Linked DNA regions of Gossypium raimondii: region 1 is linked to region 2. Evidence: chromatin contacts called from public Hi-C data. All regions are on one chromosome and are shown on one strand. Each heading gives the region's core, a stretch centred on a gene start, on an enhancer-like site or on the middle of the called end of the contact. The rest is flanking DNA. Distances are from core to core; before and after follow the strand shown. Region 1 holds the start of LOC105764203. Region 2 overlaps LOC105764197.

Region 1 (4,663 bases), core at 850-3,349, 87 kb after region 2:
GCTGCAACCATACAAGACTGATCAGTGATATTAAAGAATGAGTTGTAGAATACTTTGCAAGGCAACGTGCATTTCAATGTTGAAATAGGTTGACATGGTCTTAAGCATGGCATCTTACACACTTTTGAGTAATTTTACTCTTAGTTTCTCTACACTGCAGCTGTTGAGACTTGGCATAGAGGAAAGGAGAAAAGAAGCATAATATACCTATAAAGAACCAATGCTAATAATAAAGAAAGCTAGAAAAACAGGGCAAATTTCTAGGTTAGCAAATTTGAATTAGCAATAGGTTATGTTGTGTTCTACCTCGTAAGACTTTTGTTTTTAGCTCTCCTAGTATTTTGAAATGCCAATGACATGTCAGTCTAAAGCTAACTCTACTCATTATCATGGAACCTCATGTGATATATGAAGAGCTCAAGACAACTCATGAAGTGTCAGAAGATTAGATAATTCTAACTAGTTAAGCTGTACAAATGTTTCCCTCCATTTGGCTACATATTAAGCTACATAATGATGATGGTTTCAGAAAGCATTGTATGTCAATGTAAAGTAGGAATTGAACAAATATACACTTGCATACCAAACATGCTAGGCAATTAAGACTGTCCTAATTTGGAGTGCCGAAACATTGGAATGCTGAAAGAATTTATTAGGAAAATCTACTCACTAAAACATTGAGCTAACTGTGATAGTAGGTGAGTGGAATTGTGTGGCCATTCCAACTCTTCACCGCCCTTCTTTCGTCTCCAGTAAACTTCATCCTCATCAACCTACATTTCAATTTTCGACGAACTAGTCAATACCGATTAGTTGCATAGAAATAAAAGTGGCATTGTCCTGACTGAGAATGATAGGCTGCAAATTCATTAACTCGTTTCATAAGGTTGACGGTTCAATAGGAATCTAAACGTTGAATTGTAGATTCCCATGCATATAATTAAGCTCTTAACTATTCATCATATAATGCAATGCATTCATTCTGACATAAAACAGAAGAAGAGACATAACTACTAAATGCAGAAATGGAAGAAATTTTTTTAAATATAAATAGCAGGAACTCAATGAATATAGATACTCCTAAAGTCATAGCCTTGTTGATTGCAAGCAACGAAGCTTTATATATATATTTGAAAAAAAGGTTACTGCAAATTCATGAGATTTGCCAAGAGGCAAGCCCAAATTAAGCTTGATAACAAGAACAGCTTAAGCTAATAGTTATATTTAATTAATAGACTTGTAATAGCACCAGTGATCAAAATCAGAGACAGAAAAAAAGGGGTATGGAGGGCTAGGGGGAGGATTACTCTGTGAAGAGAAGAGCAAGAAGGAAAGCATTGTCGACGCTTCCTTAATCTCATGAGAGAACCAAAAATAAAATATTAGATCCTTACATTCCTTTTAACCTAACGCAAATGGGGAAAAAATCCAAAAAGGATTGGGAAAATGGGTAACAAATGATTGCAGTAAACTCATGCGCCTCCATCCCTTTCAACCCTTCTCATCATTCCATCTCTCTGAAAGAGAGAGCGGGTCAAGGAATATAATGATGACACAAACACAAAGATACCCAGAAAATGAAAAAGAAGAGTACATTTTGGGGTTGAGATAAAAAGAAACATTAAGAAATAAGAGCGCAATCAATGGTCACTTTTTGCATGTAAGAAAGTTTAATGGCATCCCAAAAGAACAAAGTGAAGATAAAAGTTTTAAATTGTAATGCAAAAGAAAGAAAGGAAAGGAAGAAAAGTCATAAAAGGGAATAGCATATTGTCTCTTGTGAGGAAAACATTGACATGCAATGCATGACAAATTAAAACACAGGTACAAGGAATAAAGAAAGAGTAAAAACATTTTACCTGGAAAGGGTTTGTCTACCAGCTAATGCTAATGCATGTGCTGTGAAGAAAATTGGGCCCGATTGCCAGGTGGGCAAAAGTGTGGGGCAAGAAGTGATAGAGAAAGGAGGAAGAAGAGAAAGAGAAAGAGAAGATGAAGATGAAGATGAAGATGAAGAAAGGCAACATGTTTGGGAGAAGGAATTTGGATACATCATAGATGCAGTGTTATTGTTGTTTATTGTCTCTCTCTCTCTCTGCCACGAAGTTCCCGGATCACTTGCCTTCATCGTAGCACTCGGGAGGGATGGGGTGTTACATATTTTTATACTTTGGCTACCTACCTAACTTTATAACATAACTCTATTTCCACTTTAAAATTTTTTATCTTCACTTTCTATTTGGGAAAAAAACACTTCAAAAATAATAGTGACAATACAAAAATATCAACCTCATTTTTTTAACCACTTAATTATGAAAAATTATATTTTAGTCCTTGGTATTATCGACTTATAACTTTTTGGTTACTCATTCGTTCGTTAGTGGCCGTTTAAATTTTATCGGGTAAATGATGTGTCATATTAATTTAACGGTTAATATCTAATTTGATCATTCAATTTGGTACTTGTATAACATTTTAACAATAATTCGAGAAAGGTTTTATTTTAATTCTAAAAATATAAAAATATCTTAAAATTTTCTGAAAGTTCATTATTTATTTATTGAAATTATAAAATATTTTTAAAATTTTAATTATATAAAAAATTTAAAATTTTCATGCAAATTCTAAAATATATAATTTTTAGAACCTTTGAAAGCTTTCTTAACTTTGATTTCATCCAACAATGCTGTTTTCACGGCATCAACACAAAGGTCTCCTCCACTTTGTCATGTTCCAAGTCCAATGGCAAGGATTTTAGCTCCAATGTTCAATGCATAGGAATTCTTTAACATCCCAGATTTTCCTTGATTTTCTCATCTACCAAACCAAAAAAAAAAAAACCCAAACTTTTTAACTATATATTCACTTCTATCTTGATATTTGAACTACCAAAAACTCTAAACCTACAGAAAATGCAAATTAAAGCAAAACCCAATAATGAAATTTAAAAAACAAAACAACTCAAATCAGAAAGAAAAAGAAAACTGTCTTTTATAAAATAAAATAAAACCTTAGTTTAAATGAGAAAGAACCCAGCTTGTGTTTATCCATTACTATGAAAGAACACAACAATGGATCATTCATCAAAAACAACACCCTACACAAACCTTAAAAATTCAGACCACAACAACCAAAAACTAAGGACTTGTTTTTTCAATATCGTGTTTTGTTTATTATATAATTTTTAGAATTTTTAGAATTTTTATGAATTTTTAATTAAATTTTACATAATTACAATTAAAAACATTTTTTTACAATTTCAAAATTAAATTGAATTTTTAGACATTTTAAGATTCTTTTTATGTTTTTAGATTTTTTTAATAATTTTTCCGAATCTATATTATTATATATTTTAAGCCTTTAATTAAGTTGGTATTACGAGTCAATCGACACCAACATGATTAGAGAAATGACAAAATTTATAGTGAGATTTGAACTCACGCCAATATGTAAAACTATAAATTTACGACTCAACCAAAATTTATTTTAAATTATTTATACATTTTAATATGATTATGTACACTTTAATACATTTATCAATTGTATATTTATACTCTTGACTGAATTTGTGTCACGAGTCAATTAGACACCAACTTAGTTAGGAAAATTACAAAAATATGCTTTTATATTTAAAATAGATTATATTATTTGATAGTATTTTAGTCTTTTATTTTAAAAATTTACTTATAAGGATTTGAACCCATACCGATGCATAAAACTTTAAATTATCACTTACCAAAGCTTTATTTTAAATAATTTATACATTTTAATTTTACAATGTAGTTTTATTATATTCATCAATTGTATATCTATACTAGTATTTAAGATGGTATCACAAATTAACTTGACACCAACTTAGGATTGATAACAATACCATGTTAAATATTTGTATTCATTTAGTATTCTTAATATGTTATATTCATTATGTTTAAATTTTGTTTTACTTACGACTTATTTTTTTATTTTAATATCGTAAATATATCATGTGTATTATTAATTAATTCCAAACTATACATTTAATTATTTATTATATGTTATTTTGAAACACAAATTTGTATTCTAATGTGGCTTCCACACACATAATGTGTGGTAGAGTTTCTAGTTGTTCTGTAAAATGTTGCAAGAGTATCAAATTGAATGTTTTAGCTATGGTTTAAGGATCAAATAGGATATTAACTCTTGAATTAATGTGTCATCTCACTTTTTCATTAAGGTCTGATCGACCATTAATGAGACAAGTGATCAAAACATTATAAGTAGATAAAGTTAGTGACCAAAATGTAACTTTTCATAATTCTTTATATTAAGATAGTTGCAATTAAAATAGTAGCAAAATTAACAATAAAATATAGGTTCTACAGTATCCAAATAATATTAAAAACGATAGCGAAACAATATAAAAAATACACAAAAATAACAACAAAAAAATAACAATAACAACACCAAAACGCTAGGAACAACAAAAAAATAGCAAGATAATTTTTCTTAAAAAAATATTTTATTTATTTGGGCTGGGCCAAAAATATTTTACCCGAGGCCCAACCCGTTAGAAAACGGGCCTTATTTTTTGTCCAAGCGCATTTTTTATCTAAAAACTCTCATTTTTTAAGAGAATTTTTAGGCCAAACTGGACAGTTTTACTAAACCTAAACGAGAAAAACTC
Region 2 (4,634 bases), core at 1,515-4,014:
CTGTCAACAGCTTTAGGTAATTCCCTTTTCTTTTCTTTTTAATTCCCCTCTTGAAGTATACCATTGAACAGTTTAACACCATGATCTACATAATACACTTAGGGAAGAGACAGAATCAGGTGACGGCGAGAGGGATTCCTTCAGTGATTCAAGCAGTGAAGAGAGCGAGAGTGACAAGTTATGGAGATGGGAGGGATGCTCATCGGAGGAGGGAGGGTCCGAGCAAGACAGCCTTTGCCACCTCAACAATAGGTTGGGTTACCTTTACTTTCAGTATTTCGAGAGATCGGCTCCTTATGGTAGAGTGCCCCTCATGGATAAGGTACTTTTTCTCTTGGTCTTACTGTCTTTCTCCTTTTTTCCGGTTACATTCTCTCTTCCCTTTGATTTTGCAATTTATCTGCCTTTCTGTCATTTCCTGATTGTTCGATTGAAAAAACAGCCGTGAATTTGGCAGAATATAAGTATCTTTTTAAAGGTGTAAAAAAAAAAAAAAACCTTTTTTGACCTTTGAACATGAAAATTCTTTTGCTTTCTTTCTTGGCCATGGTCACAATCTTTCTTCCTTTATCATCCATCCCTGAGCATAAGTTGTTGCTTTTCCTCTGAAATTGTCATTCAACTTTAACAATTAAGTTTCAGGCTTTGTGGTTTTAAAAATTTGGGATGATTGCGACCTTTATTATTTTAGGGTAAAATTTGTTTATTCATTATGAAAGCTTGTGGGTTTTGTTGCTTTTACAGATTAATGGATTATCTGGAAGATACCCAGGTTTGATGTCATTGAGGAGCGTTGATCTTTCTCCAGCTAGTTGGATGGCAGTGGCCTGGTCTCTTTCTTCCTCTCTTTCACTATCAAATGCACACACGACAAGCTATTTATAATCAGATAAATTGAACGGCAAAAATTATGCAACATTAGAGCAACTTTTATAAAATCCCCCTCTTTGTTATCGTTTCTAATTTCTAGTCTAGTATACCTGGATTCGAAAATGATTGTTACATACAGGTTAAGTCAGTGCTCAATATGGATAAATATTTCAAGAAAATTAAAAGAGAAGAAAAAGACTATAGTTTTTGATGATTGAAAAAGGCTCATTGGTTGATGTTTTGATAATGTCAGGTACCCAATTTATCACATTCCCATGGGAAGGACCATAAAGGACTTGTCCACATGCTTCCTTACTTACCACACTCTATCATCTTCTTTCCAAGGTTGTTCCTCCCTTTTAGCTTTTGTTAAAATCCCCTTCTTTATCATTGGTTAAAATATTCATTACAGTAATGAAGAATGCTTGTTTTATATATGCATGTGGTAGTTTGGGTGCTGATAATGAATATTCTGGGTGCAGATATGGACCCGGAGAATGAGATTGAGGGTGGCGAAAGGAAGGGAAAGGAAGGGGAGTGCATCTCCCTTCCACCATTCGGGATGGCCACATACAAGATGCAAGGGGAAGTGTGGGCCTCGGGCAATTCAGGACGGGACCAAGAAAGGCTAGTGTCGCTTTTAAGCGTGGCAGATTCGTGGCTAAAGCAACTTAGGGTCCAGCATCATGACTTCAACTACTTCACGGGGATTCGACGTGGCTAGTCTTTGTTACTTGCACTGTCTCACAATCCCATGGAACCCACTGATCACTAATTATACAAAGAAGAATAGAAAAACAAAATCTCTTTCCGGTTTTTTGGTTTTTAGAATTATGGTTGCCACTTGTTTTTTTGTAACTGTCCAGTGTGACGTCAGCGGTGACAGCAGTTTCATCCGAGGGTATCCCAGTTGAGTAGTTTAGCCTTATTTTTGCGTCTGCTTTAAGCCTGTTTACTTTTGGGGGGGCTTTATTGTAAAGAAATGATGTCCGATAAGTAAGGCCCTTAAAACTGTCGAAACTTTGCCGGATTGTATATGATATGATACTTCATCTTGACCATATTAGACAACAATTTTCACAATTTCCTCCTCTTCTTCGCCTCAAACAAAATGAAAGATTAGCTGCGCATAATTTTCATATTTTTGGAGAGTTAAATCACTTTATTAAATTAATGGATAAATGGTAACAAGCTACTGGTATAACCGTGTCTCAATCTTCATAATACTATGTCCAGATTCGAACTTTCCGTGTAAATTTATCTTCTCGTCCCTTATACATAATCTCAATATGTAATAGAATTATTCAAGAAGTGGTGGGAGTTGCTTGTAAGTCAAAAACAAGAGGAAAGCTAAGCAAGGCAGATGAGTCCAAAGTTGTTAGGTGTTTGGAAGAAAATGTCACTAGTTTTACTTAATCCAGTATCAACTAGCGCCAACACTCTACAGCCTACAACTTCCCTTTATATGCTAGCTCTAATTCCACCATTGCTCCCTTCCAAAACAATAGACAACCAAACACTTGGGCTCTGCTCATACTACTTAGAGCCTCTTTTCACATTCTTGCTGGAAGTTAACAAAATTATGTATCATCCCAACACCTTTATGATGTTGTAATTTTTACGGAAGGGTTAAAGATATTTACTCACGTATTTTGTAAAAGTATCTTTCTTTAATTCCTAAAATTTGAAGTTACCAAGTGATACAGAAAAGAGTTACATTTTCCGGTACGAAAATTAAAGTAGGATTGGGTTAACTTGGAATTTTAGGTGACTTGACTTAAAGGTTATATATAGTAAGATAGAGGGCTAAAGACGCGTTATTTGTGTCATAGTCAAATCCAAGCCAACAGGCTAAGGCAATGTTGAAGGTGTGGACTGGATGACATTAACATAGACACGGATGAATAGCTTCCGTTAATTGGCTCCCCAACTACGCTGTATTACCAGTACCACTAATCACATCTCTTCTTGCTCTTCTTTTAACTCTTTTTATCACCAATTTGATTGGTTTGGACCAACGCTGTTTTGGTCTTGGAGTAGTACACATTCTATTGCATCTCTTATTTGACTTGAGCTTACCATCAAACTTATTAGGATGATATATAGCTTTTTATTATTTTAAATTATAAAAATTTTATATTTCGTACAAAAACAACATTATAATATGATATTGTTAATTATTTATTAACTAAAGGAGATTTAACATTTTATATTTTTTTATTTCTCAAAATCAACTTTGTTTATTAATGTTTTTCATTTTATTTATGATTAATGATAATTTAATGTCAAATTTTATTTGGAGAAATGGTTGGAGCTTTCCTTAGATGACACCCATTTTGTTTACTTCAGCTTAAAATTTTTATCTTAGTCATCAATATTATCAAAACTTAACATTTTGTTCATTCATCTGTTAAATTACTAACGGAAGCCTTTTTATTGACACAATGAGAAATTTAGCCCTCTAGTCTTTATAAATTTTATCAATTTGGTTCTAATTTTAAGGATTCGACAAATTTAACCTTCAACTTTACACATTCTATTAATTTAGTCTTAATTATTAAAATTCAAAACTTTTAAAAATAATATATATATTTAAATGTTTATTTTTGATAAAAATTTACCAAATTTAACCCTTAACAAAGAATGCAGACATATATTAAATAAATTATTATTTATAGAATACTGAGAGGAAAAAGTTTGAGTCTTGTTTGTGGGGTTTTAAAATATATATTTTATTTATAAAATAATATTTAATAAATAAATTTTATGTCAAAAAATGGGCATCCATTTATTTATAATTTTGTATGCATTTTTTATCGAAAACGAACTTTCAATTTTTTTAAGTTTTTATTTTATTTTTTATTTTAAGAATCAAAACTAAATTGATAGAATTTATAAAGTTGACAATTAAATTTGTTGGGTTTTTCTAGAATTAAGGCCAAATTGATAGAAATTTATTTAAGTATTATTCTATAAATAAAATATTGACTAAAATAAGAATTTTTAAATCTCGGTGACCAAAATAGGAACACATTAATTGTTGGGTGACTATTTTTTATAGTTTACCCTAATTTCTATATATTAGACTTAACTATGGTAGATGGGTCAATATATATTTTAGCCCATGAAATTGTCCATTTGCATCTTGTGGGTACCTCTTCCTTCTCTTTTTTTTACCTAATTGGTATCTGAACTTGTATTCTGTCATACAGGTTAGTACCTTCGCATTAACACCATTAGCTTGTGTTGGTGTGACACTAATAGCCAAGCCGAATGGTCCCACGACGACTTGTGCATCCAGTATTAAGTTGAACCTTAAATTAGGCAGATATCCTTGAATGCTCGCTTGAGTGTCTGCTTTGTATTTCTCCAAAGCCTCATTGTTCTCCTTCTGTATCTATTCTTTCTCAACGAGGTGTTGCTTCCCAAGGGCTTCCAATTGACGAACCCTCTCTTCCAACTCTTTTTCTCAGACCTCCAATGATTGGTACTTGGTCTCCGAGGTGGAGACAGATTCTGTAAGCTCGAGATTTTAACGGACAATAGCTTCATTAATTGGGGCAGAGTTGGTTATGTGATTGCCCGGCAAAGAGAATGATCCTCTCATATTTTGTTCGCCTAGCCTCATTCTCATCACAATCCCCTTGGAGGGCCCAGCTCATAAGTCCGCACTTCGTTGCCAACATGGAAAAGGAACTCACCAACTCCGGGAGAGTTGATTTGTGAACACCCTTGGAAGAAGAAGAGGGGTAAGCAAACTCTTT

What was found. Hi-C and Micro-C count contacts between places; a contact is called where the count stands out from the background.
Region 1: a contact with region 2 is called in a Hi-C map of leaf, with 2.4 times the contacts expected there. The contact joins the promoter of LOC105764203 here to the enhancer-like site in region 2. A contact is called at or near these places in 2 of 2 Hi-C or Micro-C datasets (both in leaf).

The regions. Positions count from the first base shown.
Region 1 is chr12:41,683,726-41,688,388 of ASM2569854v1, forward strand. It overlaps LOC105764203, which reads right to left and starts at 2,100. Exons shown (of 10, transcript XM_012582709.2): 1 at 1,860-2,100; 2 at 671-773; 3 at 1.
Region 2 is chr12:41,596,382-41,601,015 of ASM2569854v1, forward strand. It overlaps LOC105764197, which reads left to right. Exons shown (of 6, transcript XM_012582706.2): 2 at 1-16; 3 at 103-322; 4 at 745-830; 5 at 1,124-1,215; 6 at 1,353-1,953. The coding sequence ends at 1,594. Among protein-coding and RNA genes, the nearest start is that of LOC105764197, 3.3 kb to the left of the region's middle. Within about 2 kb of position 2,765, the one cell type or tissue checked has open chromatin away from gene starts, as enhancers often do. A contact at or near this core is called in leaf, where this site is marked.